Linked DNA regions of Ovis aries: region 1 is linked to region 2. A link is a contact called in public Hi-C data. All regions are on one chromosome and are shown on one strand. The core of a region is the stretch at or near the end of the contact, and the rest is flanking DNA. Distances in the headings are between cores, read along the strand shown. Region 1 holds the start of LOC121820798 (a long non-coding RNA gene). Region 2 holds the start of SPEN (spen family transcriptional repressor).

Region 1 (6,104 bases), core at 3,259-5,758, 45 kb after region 2:
GGCACCCCTATCTGGACCTTCAAGGAGGAGGGCCGCCCCCAGGAATCCAGGCTGCACTTCCTCCCAGGGAACTGAGACCACAGCCGGGAGGAAGAAGGAAGTTGAGCCTTGTTCTCCAGTAACTCACATCGTCCTTTGAGGCAAGTCAACTCTCACCCTGTCCGCCTTCCCCTGGGGGATCATCCGCCCTAGGTCAGCCTATTCAAAACACTGGTCTAATTTTCTGGCCCACACCCTTCATTCCTTCTCCTCGAGATGTTTGCAGGCACCTTCCTGGGTCCACAAGTAAGTCTTGGAAGATAATACAGTGGGAGGGATGGGAAAAAGCCTATTCTGGAAATCAGGACAGCTGGGCATGGCCCTGGCCTGCTGTGTGAGGCCGGCAGGTCTCACCCTCTCTGGGCTCCAGTCTCCACTTCTGTGAGAAAGGGCAGCTGGTCTCCATGCCCTCTGGTTCCCAGTCTCTGGAATTCCACCAGGGCTCAAGGTGCCTCCACCTGAGTGCCTCCATCCCAGGCCCTCAGGGATAAAGTCCCACCCTCATCCACAGTCCAAGAGGCCCTTGCTGGTTTGGTCCTGCCCTTGGCTAGACCTCATTCTCGCTCCTTCCCATACTCCCATCCACACGCAGCTGCCCTGCTCGGAGAGCAAGCACCTGGAGTGCTCTGAAATGGCAGCTCGCTGGCTGACCCCCACTCCTGAGTGGATGTCATCTCTCCACCTTTCCTCTCCTGACCTTCCAGTGTGTGTGTCCACCAGCAGAGGCTGTTCTGTTTTCTGTCTCTCTCATTAAACTGAGTGCTGTGCCAAGGGCAGTGGCCGGTATACTGAAGGGGTCCAAGAATATTTGAATGAATGAACTGAATGAATGAATGAATGAATGTAGTGGAAGCTCCAGGCGAGTTGTAGGCCACCCCAGAGCTCTGCCCTGCCCCAGAGGTGGGGGTGGGGTACTGATGGAGGGGTGTAGATTTTCAAGGGAGGTTCCAGCTGGGCTCAGTGAGGCCACAGCCCCAAGATGACTGGCTGATGACTCACAGGCCCCAAACAGAGCTTTCATAACCCTCCTTGGCCTTCCTGGATCTGCCTTCTGATCAGGCCTTCAGGCTAATGCCTCTCAGGTTTCTCTCCTGCTCCAGCCAGTCTCTCTCTGTGAACCTGAACTTTGCAAGAGCTCCGCTGGCTTTAAAGAAACAGCTCAAGATTCCTGGGCTGTGTTGTATTTTCTTTCCTGGAGGAATTGCTCTGTTTATGGAAAGGAAAAAGGAAAAAAAACTACCACCCAAGCTAGCTAAAGGTCACCCTGGTTTTCTGAGACCCCTCATCCCCCACTTCTCATTTGGCATCTGTCTCCTGGTTGCTGGTGTGAAGGGAGACCCACCACTTCCCCCACCTCACCCCAGGACTCCCAGGCCACATGGGGAGGGGAACGACAGCCTCAAAGCTTTGTTTGCCTGCCTGGCCAGAACCCAACTGGGGCCACCCCACCGGGGTCTTGCTCTGATCCTGGGAACAATCAAGAACAGAAATCCACATAAATTGGGTTGGGTCTCCCACCTCGCCTTCCCTGCCCTCTCTTTCATCAGTGGGTTCCCCCTCCCTTTTCCGTATGTGTCCCTTCCTCCCAGCAAAACAGGTCCATCTGCAGAAAATCCTCTGATGGCCTCCTCTGGTCCTTGTGTTTTCCTGTCACTAATGGGCAGTGCCTCCCAGAGCTCGCAGCCTTCTCTTTTGTCCAGTTACTTTTAAAAATAATACACTTTTAATTTTGGAATAATTTTAGACTTCCAGAAATGTTGCAAAGAACACAGAGAGAGTTAGTTACCTTACACCCTACACCAGCTTCCTTTTTGATAACATCTTACATAACTACGGCCCATTTGTTCAAATGAGGAAACCAACATTGGTACAAAACTATGCACCAAACTCCAAACTTTATCCGATTTCACCAGTTTTTCCACTTAATATCCTTTTTCCATTCCAGGATCCAGTCCAGAGAACCACATTGCGTTTAGTCATATGCTATTTGTGATGAGGAAAGTATAATTATCTCTGTTTTACAGATGTAGGCTTAAAAAATATTCACAACCTAAAAGTTGAGAGTTATGTTTTATTCAGTGGAAATTTTTTAGGATTTAAGCCCAAGAGGCAGCATCTCAAGTAACTCTGGGAGAACTGCTCCATAGAGGCAAGATGAGGTGTGTGTGTGTGAGTGTAGGGGGGAGGGTTAGGTTACACAGAAGTCTTGCGACCAAGGGCAGATAGTATGAACATCAGCAGATTATTGTTGGACTTTCCTGGTGGTCCAGTGGTTAAGAATCCACCTGCCAAAGCAAGGGACACAGGTTCAATCCCTGGTCCAGGAAGATTCCATATGCCTGGGGCAACAAAGCCTGTGCATGGCAACTGCTGAGCCTGTATGCCCTAGAGTCCAGGCTCTGCAACAAGAGAAGCTACTGCACCTCAATGAAGAGTAAGCCTGTGCATAGCAACGGAGACCCAGTGTAGTCAAAAATAAAAAATGAGATTTATGGATAAAAAAAGATTGTTATTAATTGAAGAAAACCAGCTATCCCAAATTAAGGAATTTAGCACTTCTCTGTGTATGGGAAGATGCAAATGTGTGGGCTCATTGACTCATTCCCTCAGCTACCTGGGGCCAGTATCCTGTGTTTTCACATCCTGAGTTTCCTCAGGGCTCAATGTGGGGAGTGGCTGCAGTTTGATGGCTGCTAGCCGGCAGGTATTCTTTCCTTCCTGAATTTCCTCAGGGCTCACTGGCTCACATTGAGTGAAGTGAACGTGGCTCAATCTCATGTCCGACTCTTTGCTACCCCATGGACTATACATATACAGTCCATGGAATTCTCCAGGCCAGAATACTGGAGTAGATAACCTTTCCCTTCTCCAGGGGATCTTCCCAACCCAGAGATTGAACCCAGGTCTCCTGCATTGCAGTCAGATTCTTTACCAACTGAGCTACAAGGGAAGCCCAAGAATTCTAGAGTGGGTAACCTATCCCTTCTCCAGCAGATCTTCCCAAACCAGGAACTGAACCAGGCTCTCCTGCATTGCTGGCGGATTCTTTACCAACTAAGCTATCAGGGCAGCCCTTGGCTCATGTTGGAGGGCTGCAGTCACTGATGACTGTGACATCCTTGTTTACAGGAAATATTCAGTTTCTTCACAGATGAAGAAATAAGAGATGGGAGGACCGAGTGACTAGCTAGGAGGTAAAAGCAGTGGTGGAAAGGGATTAGGTCCTGACATTTGGAGCTAGAATCCACCCCTGATGGATGGACCGCCTCCCCGTCCCCTAGGATGAAGCAATTAGAGATTCTTCTCTAGTGACCAAAATTCCAAGAATAGTAGATCAATTAAGGCTGGACCCTGCACAGACCACATATTTCTCACTTCTGAAGTCAGGTGACCTCCCTGAGCACACATGCGCAGAAAAGGCTCCTTGGAGGTCAAAGAGGATGTCAACAGATGTTCTACCCCAGACGCCTTTTCGGTAGGATCCATTTTGGCTAACAGAGGGTGCACACACCTGGGAGGATCCTGGGATATACCAGATATGGACTGTCAGCCAGGCAAGTCAAACTGGCCAAAGAAAACCCAGAAGAAATACCCCATGAAAGTAATTCAAACTGCCATGGGGGCATGACTCAGCAACTCAGGGACTCTCCCTCTGAGCCTGCCCATGTGTCTGTTCACACATACTGTGCTCTTTTTCATCCTAATAAACACTTTACTTGCTTCACTACTTTCCGTCTTTGTGGGAATTCTTTTCTGCAAAGCCCAAGGGCCAGGGCCCCTGTCACTGACCACGGGTCTAGTGGCTAGGATCCGGTGCTTTCACTGCTGCGACCCGGCCCAGTCCCAGGCTGGGAACCCAAGCCTCAGTCCAAGCCACCGCAGGCCGAGGGCACTGGAGCAGTGTAACATAAGCTTCAGTTTCCTCGTCTGAAGGGCGGATCAGAGGTAATTACCTCACGGCAGGAGTGAGGACTAAAAGAGCCCACGTCTATAGACGCCTCCTGCCCCTGACATGGTAGCTGTTGTCAGAGCTGTCCGTGTCATCATTACTGAGGCGCCCAGATCTCTTCAACTCCAAGTTCTTGTTAAAGGTTATGTCTAGAGAAGGCCGAGCCCTTCATTCTCTGGGTCCCTTTACCAGGGAAGAGTCAGGCTCTAAACACTGAGAGAAATCCCGGGTGTGGTTCCACCATGGTCGGTGGCTGTGCATGGCATCTCCCTGGACCCCAGTGTCCTCACTTTTAAGGCGGAGATGTGAGGAGGTGCGGGGAGGACTCCATGGGGCGGGGCCAGCCCCCAGAATCTGTTAGTGCGGGCCATTCCTGGCCCCCCAAGTGGTCTTGGCCCCCCCTGGGCAGTCACAGCCTAGGCCTCCTGGTTAGGCAGGTCCACTGGTCGTTCCAGGTCTCTCTGTCTGCTTCCTACCCCTGCTGAAACCCCGTCAGGGGTAATTAATCACCCCATCTCTCCAGCCTTGCCCCAAACAAGAGCTCAGAAAGCCAGCTCCCTCTGCTGTTCCTTATCCTCAGGCCTAAAGAGGCTGTGTCTTCAGGGAAAGTGCTGGTTAGAGGCTTAACAAGAGGGAGAGCCAGGTCTCGCTAAGATCTCATCCCACGACCTGAGCAGAGCCCTCCCTGCCCCACCCACCTCGTTCAGCCGCGGCTCTGGGAGGCGGCTGCCACCTGCCTGCTGCTACTTGTTCCTCCTCTGGGTCTTCGCTGGGGCATGTAGGATCTAGTTCCCTGAAAGAGATCGAACCCAGGCCCTTTGCATTGGGAGGGCAGAATCTTAGCCACCGGACCACCAGGGAAGTCTCACGCCTACTGCTTCATAACTGGTCAGTGAGGAAGGTCGCAAGCCACTTGCCATCCCTCCTGCCTGAAAGAAGTGCCCAAACCACCCGGTGAAGGAGGTGTTGAAAGGTCGTGCGTGCCTGTGTGCTCAGCCGTGTCGACTCTTTGCCACCCCATGAACTGTAGCCCCCAGGCTCCTCTGTCCATGGGGTTTCCCATGGACAATGAGCAACAGAACAAGAATAGGACAAGAATACTGGAGCAGATTGCCATCTTCTACTCCAGGGGACCTTCCCGACCCAGAGATCGAACCCATTATCTCCTGCACTGGCAGGCAGATTCTTTACCACTGAGCCACCTGGGGAGCCCTCATTAAAAGATCATTTTCAAGGAAAAGATCATGATTCCATACAGATAAAAAGATGAATATATGTTAAACATTTTAATTTATAAGGGAACCAGGCAGATGTTATAACCAACAACAGAAGAACACTCACATTCATAGGTCAGGAATAATGAAATGAATGGGCAGAGTGAGGTGAAACTGATTTTTCCACAAGGGGATAGGGAAAAACTCTAAGACAGGATAAATTTATCAGTTGCTTCAATTTACAGGGCTGTAAAACAGCTCAAAAATGATGAAAGGCTAGAATCCACTAACTCAGAAGACACACTGCATGGAGACAGTCTGTAGTTTTCCACTGAAGAGCACATTTTTCTTTTTCTCTGCAAAAGGAAGGTCATGGCTAGGGCAGACTCCAAGGTCTCTGAGCTGACGACCATTCATGAGATTAGTGTGACTCACACACCATGAGTGCAAGAGCCTTTCTGAACGCACCGGGGAAAATACACCTCACTTGCAGAAGCCCACACCCTAAAATCAACATCTCTTCGAAATGAAGGCCTCAAGACATTTAAGATTGTTTTCAGCTGGATTTGGGCATCTGTGTTACATGATGGGCTCTGGAACATTCTTGAATATCTTGTGGGTCTATAACACTGGCTTGTAGTTTTTACAGGACTCTGATCCTGACTCTGCTGTGCAGTCCTAGGCAGTTACAACCATCTCTCTGATTCTCTGACGTGAAGTTTGTGTTTGCTCTTTTATTTTTCCCACTGTGTAGCATATTTCCCTGACCAGGGATGGAACTTGCACCCCCTGCCATGGAAGCATGGAATCTTAACTACTGGACCCCCAGGAAGTTCCCGTGATGTGCAGCTTGTCTCTGAACTGGGATATTAACAATAGCTACTTCATAGATTATTGTTTTT
Region 2 (5,799 bases), core at 1,373-3,872:
TTTATCAATAGCATCTGCTTTTGCTCTGCAATAGGTAACACACTGCTTTAAATGCAGTCCTGAGCAATGTGCCGGCTAAACCGTCTTTAACACTGAAACGTTCCTGCAGACCTCCGCCTTCCAAGGCAGCTCGCATCCTCCGCCCGCTCCTCCCTCTGTGCATTCTGAGATCAGCTCTGCTGATTCCCACATAAAGTGGGTCCTGGCCGCCATTTTAGAAAGTCATTCACACAGGCCGGACGGCAGCACCATCTACTTAAAAAACCTTCCAAGACTCCCTCGGATGACTTCCTTTTTCCTCTCGAACCCCTCATCTCGCCAGAGGAGTCAAACTGCCCGCGACAGGCAGACACTGTTTCTAGAATCTGCATAATGCCGAAATGACACTTCTGGCCACGTAATACTGAGGGGCAAAGCAAATGCTGCAATGCACGTGTTTGCACGTCGGTGCCTACGAATTTCCCAGGCGGAGACCTACAGAGAAGGTCCGCAAGAAGATAAAAGCAAGCGCATCTAAGTGGCTTTTCCACTCCAATAATCTTGCGCCTGAATGATTTTTCCACCATAACAATGAAGATACGGGGCCTCCGTATGGGGTAAGGGGTGGAGCAGCGACAGGGAGCGAGTTCCCATCTGCTTCCCCACGAGCCCGAGATCTCCCCTTTGTCACAGGGGACACAGGCGAGTTTTCGCTCCTGCCTTCCCGCTGCCTGGTTTCTCAGCACAACGTAGTAAACACCGGGAGTCCCTGGAAGCGCGCCTCCTCCAGTCTCGCCGAGGACAGCTTTAGTGGGTTATGAATGGCCTCACTATTCCAGGCTCCTTTTCACACGCGGACACGCGCAGACGCGCGTTCCAGCGGTGAAGATTTAATACCCCAGTAACAGCAACCACCAACAGAATCAATGATCCTCCATTTGAAAGAGCGGAGCTCCGCCGCCGCTGCTTCCATTTCCTGATCCAAGCTGCTCAGGAGCGAGCGACGCAACCTATTTTTCCCATGGTGACTCACTAATAAGGGCGCTCCATAATTTCCTTCACTCACTAGATAGTAAGAGGAATTAAAAGTAAACCAAACTTAAAACCTTCCGAGGTCTTGAATATCGGAAGAAACAGTCATTTCTGAGGACTATCACGTATCTGCCACGGTCCTCTCGATTTACATCGCTGTTCAGTAAAGCGTCATTTTCGGTTATTTCACACCGAGGGCTCCATCAGTGATGGCAGACAGTGATTTCACAAAATAAAAACAAATGCTGAACGCTACTAAGTAACTAAAATGTATCAAGAACATTTACTATCCCTACTACCCCTGAACAAAAAATACACTCTGGGAAAAATCTTTCTAGAAGAGCTACATTTAACCTGAAAAGGCTTGCATTTTTTAACCACTAATGTATGAATTCTGGGTGGGAGGGGAGCAGCCTTATAAAGGCTGCCCAGTGTTCAGACCCCGAGGCCGGAGCGTCGGCGCGGCGGGGACTCTGTTGCAGGAGGCGGCTCCTCCTCTGCGAGCGCTTGGTCCCCACCGTCCTTCCCATCCAGGGACCCCTGAGCGCTGAAGGCAGGAAGGCGAAAGAGCCGAAACAGACGCACCAGCTTATTCTCGGACACCATCCTCCGCCCAACCCCCCAAAACAAGGTGGGGAGAATCTGAAATATTTGCGTCCATTTAGTTTCTAGGTCTGTGAGCCTTCCATGAGAGGTCCCTAGAATCCAGCAGTGTCTTTCCAGTTCCGAGATGCCCCCATGTCACCTACCAAGACTTTTCCGTTTGTATAACCTTTCCTTTCGCACAAAACCCTCTCTAGATCAGACATATCCACGCGTCCGCAGGGTGAGGAGCGGGAGTTGCTGCGGGACTCGGGAGTTGGCCGGGCCGAGGGTTGTCGGGGTGGGGTAGGGGTTCTGGTCCCGGCTCAGGGGCGGCTCGGTTCGGGCGTGTTGGCCGGGACAGCCGCACCGAACCCGGGCAGCGGCGCGCAAGGACGCAACCCCACCGTCGGCTGGCCAGCCTGAGAACACCCTCCCGGCGCCGGCTTCGCTGAGGCCGAGCGACAGCCGCCACCTTATTGGGAAGGGAGAGGGTGGGAGCCGGGCCCGCTCCGCCGAGGCCCAACGCCGCGACACGGACAGAGAGGCGGCCAGGCAGCCGCGCGCCCTCCGCACCGGTCCGTGGGTCTGGCCCGGGTCCCCTCACCAGTTCCGCGCACGGGGAGGGGCCGGCAACGGGCCGGAGTGGGCAGCGGTGCCCGAGGAGAGAGCGCGGCCCCGGGCCTCGTGTCACTCACCGTTTGAAATGCTCGATGATCTTCTCTTCCCGCACATTCTCCGGTAAGTTGCCCACCCAAAGGTGCCTGGTTTCCCGGACCATGCTGGGCGGTGTGCTGGCGACCGCTGGTGCGGGTTCCCCCTCGCCGGCTTCGTACGAGCCCGTCAGCGCCGGGAGGCGGGCGCCGAGGAGGCGGCGGCGGCGGCGGCTGCGGCGGTGGCGTCGGCAGCGGCGGCGGCTCCTCCGGCTCCCCCCCGTGCAGAGACCATCCCTCTCCCCCAGGTTCTGACTCTCGGGCCTCGCAGCTCCGCTCTGCCGCCACCACACACCCGAAGCCGACCCTCGCGCTCCGGAGGCGCATGCGCCCGGGCAGCGGCGGGCGGGGGAGCGGGGAGGAGGGGCGAGCGGGACCCGGGCGGCAGCGACTACGATGGAGCTGGCGCTGTGGCAGCCGGACGCTTCCCACCGGCGCGCGCGGCCCGCCTCCCTCAACGCGGGCGCGCGCTCGTCCGCCCGACCGCCCGCCGAGGCCGAGACGCCGAGTTCCTCCCAGCCGGCGCGCAAGCGCGCGAGGTAGGGAAGAACGCGGGGCCAGGAAGGAACGCTCACGCGCTCGGTCCCAGTGCGCAGGCGCGCAGCACTCTGTCAGGTCAAGCGCTCTTTCAGGCTTGGGGCACAGCGAGTGCAGGAGAAGGTACCGCCTCCAGCCCCTCGAGCAGGGGTCCCAGGCGCTGGCCTGGAGGAAGAAAAGAGAAAGGGGGTTGGTATTCACTAGGCTGCGTGTCAAAGCGGCTGCCGAGCCCTCTCTTCTAGAAGGAGTCAGGACTCCTTCCGCTGCTCACCTTTGGTCAGCTTCTGGCCGTTTCCGGGCACTTGGAGCCGCGCCTGCTTGGGAAAGTATCAGAACAAGGCCGCCTTTCTCACCGCCCATCTAAGCTATGACGGCTGCAGAAACCCATCCCTCCCAAGAATCATTAGCTTGTAACATTAAGCAATTTTATTTTATATAAGATCTTGCGAAACCGTTTGCAAGATTTCTTTGCTGATCGTTACGGTATACCAAGAGTAGAACTGAAATGAGATGGTTACATGTCTGGATAGTGTTCCCCTCAGAAAATTTACTAAAAAATCTAAGCAAAAAAAAAAAAAAATCTAAGCAGAGGGAGGGGATTGGAACCCCAGCCTTTCCAGACCTAAGAGCTTTTAAAATTTAAAGCCTACAGTTGAACTTTTTAGTTATCAGAGCCCCGAAGAAAACTCATAAAATTAAGGCAACGGTATTGAGTCCAGAAAAATTGAATTGTTTAGAACAGTCAACAGCTCAATTTTCTTTTACGTTTTTTATCTACAGAAAAACAATCATAGGTGTAGTGCTTTACAGACCAGATTTTAAATATTAGCTCTCATTCACTGTCTCCTTAAATACAAGCCAACTTATCAAACTGATACTTTGAATTGGAACATATGGTCACCATAATTAATGGCACTAACACCTGGGGTCACTGTACATAGTTAAATTGTCCCTTTAATTCCACAGATGGTAAAGCTCCAAGTAGGTTTTTTGTCATATAGCTTAACAAAGGCTTCTTAATGATGTGTCAGAGAGTCATGTCAGATAGTCATATCAACTTTTCTTGTATTTGGGTTCTGGGTCTATACTGTACTTAAGTTTGATCTCAGCAGGTCTGCTCAACTGAGATATTCTCTTCCTTACTCTTAGGATATTAGAAGACTAAACAAGCACTGCAATCCCTTACACAGTTACAACAATTACAGAACAAGATGTGCCTCCTCAGGAGACTACTATCCATTGACATGATTTTTGGATTTTTGACAACTTACTCATAAAAAAGTACCACAACAACAGTGGCAGTCATTCATAATTTAGTTAAGGCCTTTAACGCCACCCCAGAGGTTCACCTTGTCTTCATGCAAATCAGTCATTAAATGACATGGAAATATTTTTTCTTGAAAGTATTATGGAATTGATTCCTCAGTAAAAGTAAAAGCAGATTAACCTATATTCAGATGTAGGACTAGACATTTACATTTGGCCATTTGTCTGTCACAATTATCACATAAGGAGTGTCAGGCCAGCATACAGTTATCTACACTCATGAACTACATAGTTCTATATACGTGGCTGCAGTTAGCCTTGAACTGACTGGCAGTTTTTCATGAAGCATAAATTTCTATATAAGTAGCCACAATTTGAAACACACTTTAAAATATTATGTAAATTACTCATTTAAAACCTGAGAGGTCCTGAATTAGCTGCATCTTCTTAGTGTCACAGGAAGAACAGAAGCTCAGCTCAATCTCATTTTAAGGGGCAACAGACAAAGAAGATTCAAAAAACAGCACCTTGCAATTAGAGAAATAAAGAATATATCTCACCTTGAATGCAGCCTTCAGTTAAAATCATGCTGAAGAAAATTCAAGGGCTGAAAAAGGGGCAGGGGGGTGGGCAGCTTTTAGAGCAAAATCATTAGAAGAGAGGCTAGAGTCATTATTAAATGTGGTATTTTGTATCCATCTACAATAAAAGGATAAGCTAAAACAAAATAAGAATTAAGAGGTATTTATAATTTCTCTATGGCACAAGAATAGGGAGATAGTAAATGAAAATTGAAAGCAACATGTTTGCCAACTAAACTTTTTTAATGTCATTCTCTTAGATTTTCCTAAAGATCTTGTTACAGCAGTGCTGTTTCTCCATGTAAACAGAATAGATATGTAATTTTACATCAAGTTTAATTTGAAATGGCAAAGTTGTTTGCAAATACTTCCAAGCCTCCCACCTTTTGGGAGGTAGCAGAAGAGAAACTGTGGAGTGGATAATTCAGTTCAGTTCAGTCGCTCAGTCGTGTTACGTACAAATTGTTAAGCAAAGTTGAGTTAAAGTTCTCCTGAAGACCTTCAGAGATCACAGGATATCAAGAAGATGATTAGCAAATGCCAAATGAAGTTAATATCATTTCCCAGTTTGCCAAAGATTTATCAAACAACTGAGAAACAGTCTCTGTTTAACAATATAAAAGCTAGAGAATTCCTTGGCTGTCCAGTGGTTAGGACTCAACGCTTTTACTGCCCAGGGTCCAGGTTCAATCCCTGATCAGGGAACCAAGATTACACATGACACAAGGCACTATATATATATATATATATTATATTAAGATATTTGGGCTAGCAAAATCCCATTAAACATTACTTGATAGCACCTCATACTCGGATTCTCTTGAAGTTTATTTTCATACTTGTTTTCAGAATTATAGGCACCAAAAGTAGCAAGCAAGGTATTAATTTAGCTTCTTGGGTTTTTAAAAATCTGATATACACATCTCAAAAGAGAATTCTCAGCCTATTAAAATCTCACTACATCAGCCTAAATATATATGCAGATAATTTAATGAGTAAAACAAATTTTATTTCTGTTCAAATTTTTAGTACGTTCCTGTGATGCCCCTAAAAATATTATTCTGACTTCAGTTAGGCAGATTCATTTGAAGGAAACGTAGTTCACATTA

What was found. Hi-C and Micro-C count contacts between places; a contact is called where the count stands out from the background.
Region 1: a Hi-C map of omental adipose tissue shows a contact between it and region 2, with 1.9 times the contacts expected there. The contact joins the enhancer-like site here to the promoter of SPEN in region 2. A contact is called at or near these places in 7 of 16 Hi-C or Micro-C datasets (blood, hypothalamus, muscle and 2 more).

The regions. Positions count from the first base shown.
Region 1 is chr12:51,080,368-51,086,471 of ARS-UI_Ramb_v3.0, forward strand. It overlaps LOC121820798 (a long non-coding RNA gene), which reads left to right and starts at 150. Exons shown (of 2, transcript XR_006061502.2): 1 at 150-285; 2 at 5,957-6,104. Within about 2 kb of position 4,509, at least 4 of the 54 cell types and tissues checked have an H3K27ac peak or open chromatin away from gene starts, as enhancers often do.
Region 2 is chr12:51,037,243-51,043,041 of ARS-UI_Ramb_v3.0, forward strand. SPEN (spen family transcriptional repressor) reads right to left here and starts at 2,623. Exons shown (of 13, transcript XM_060396580.1): 1 at 2,292-2,623. The coding sequence starts at 2,374. It also overlaps the pseudogene LOC101109110.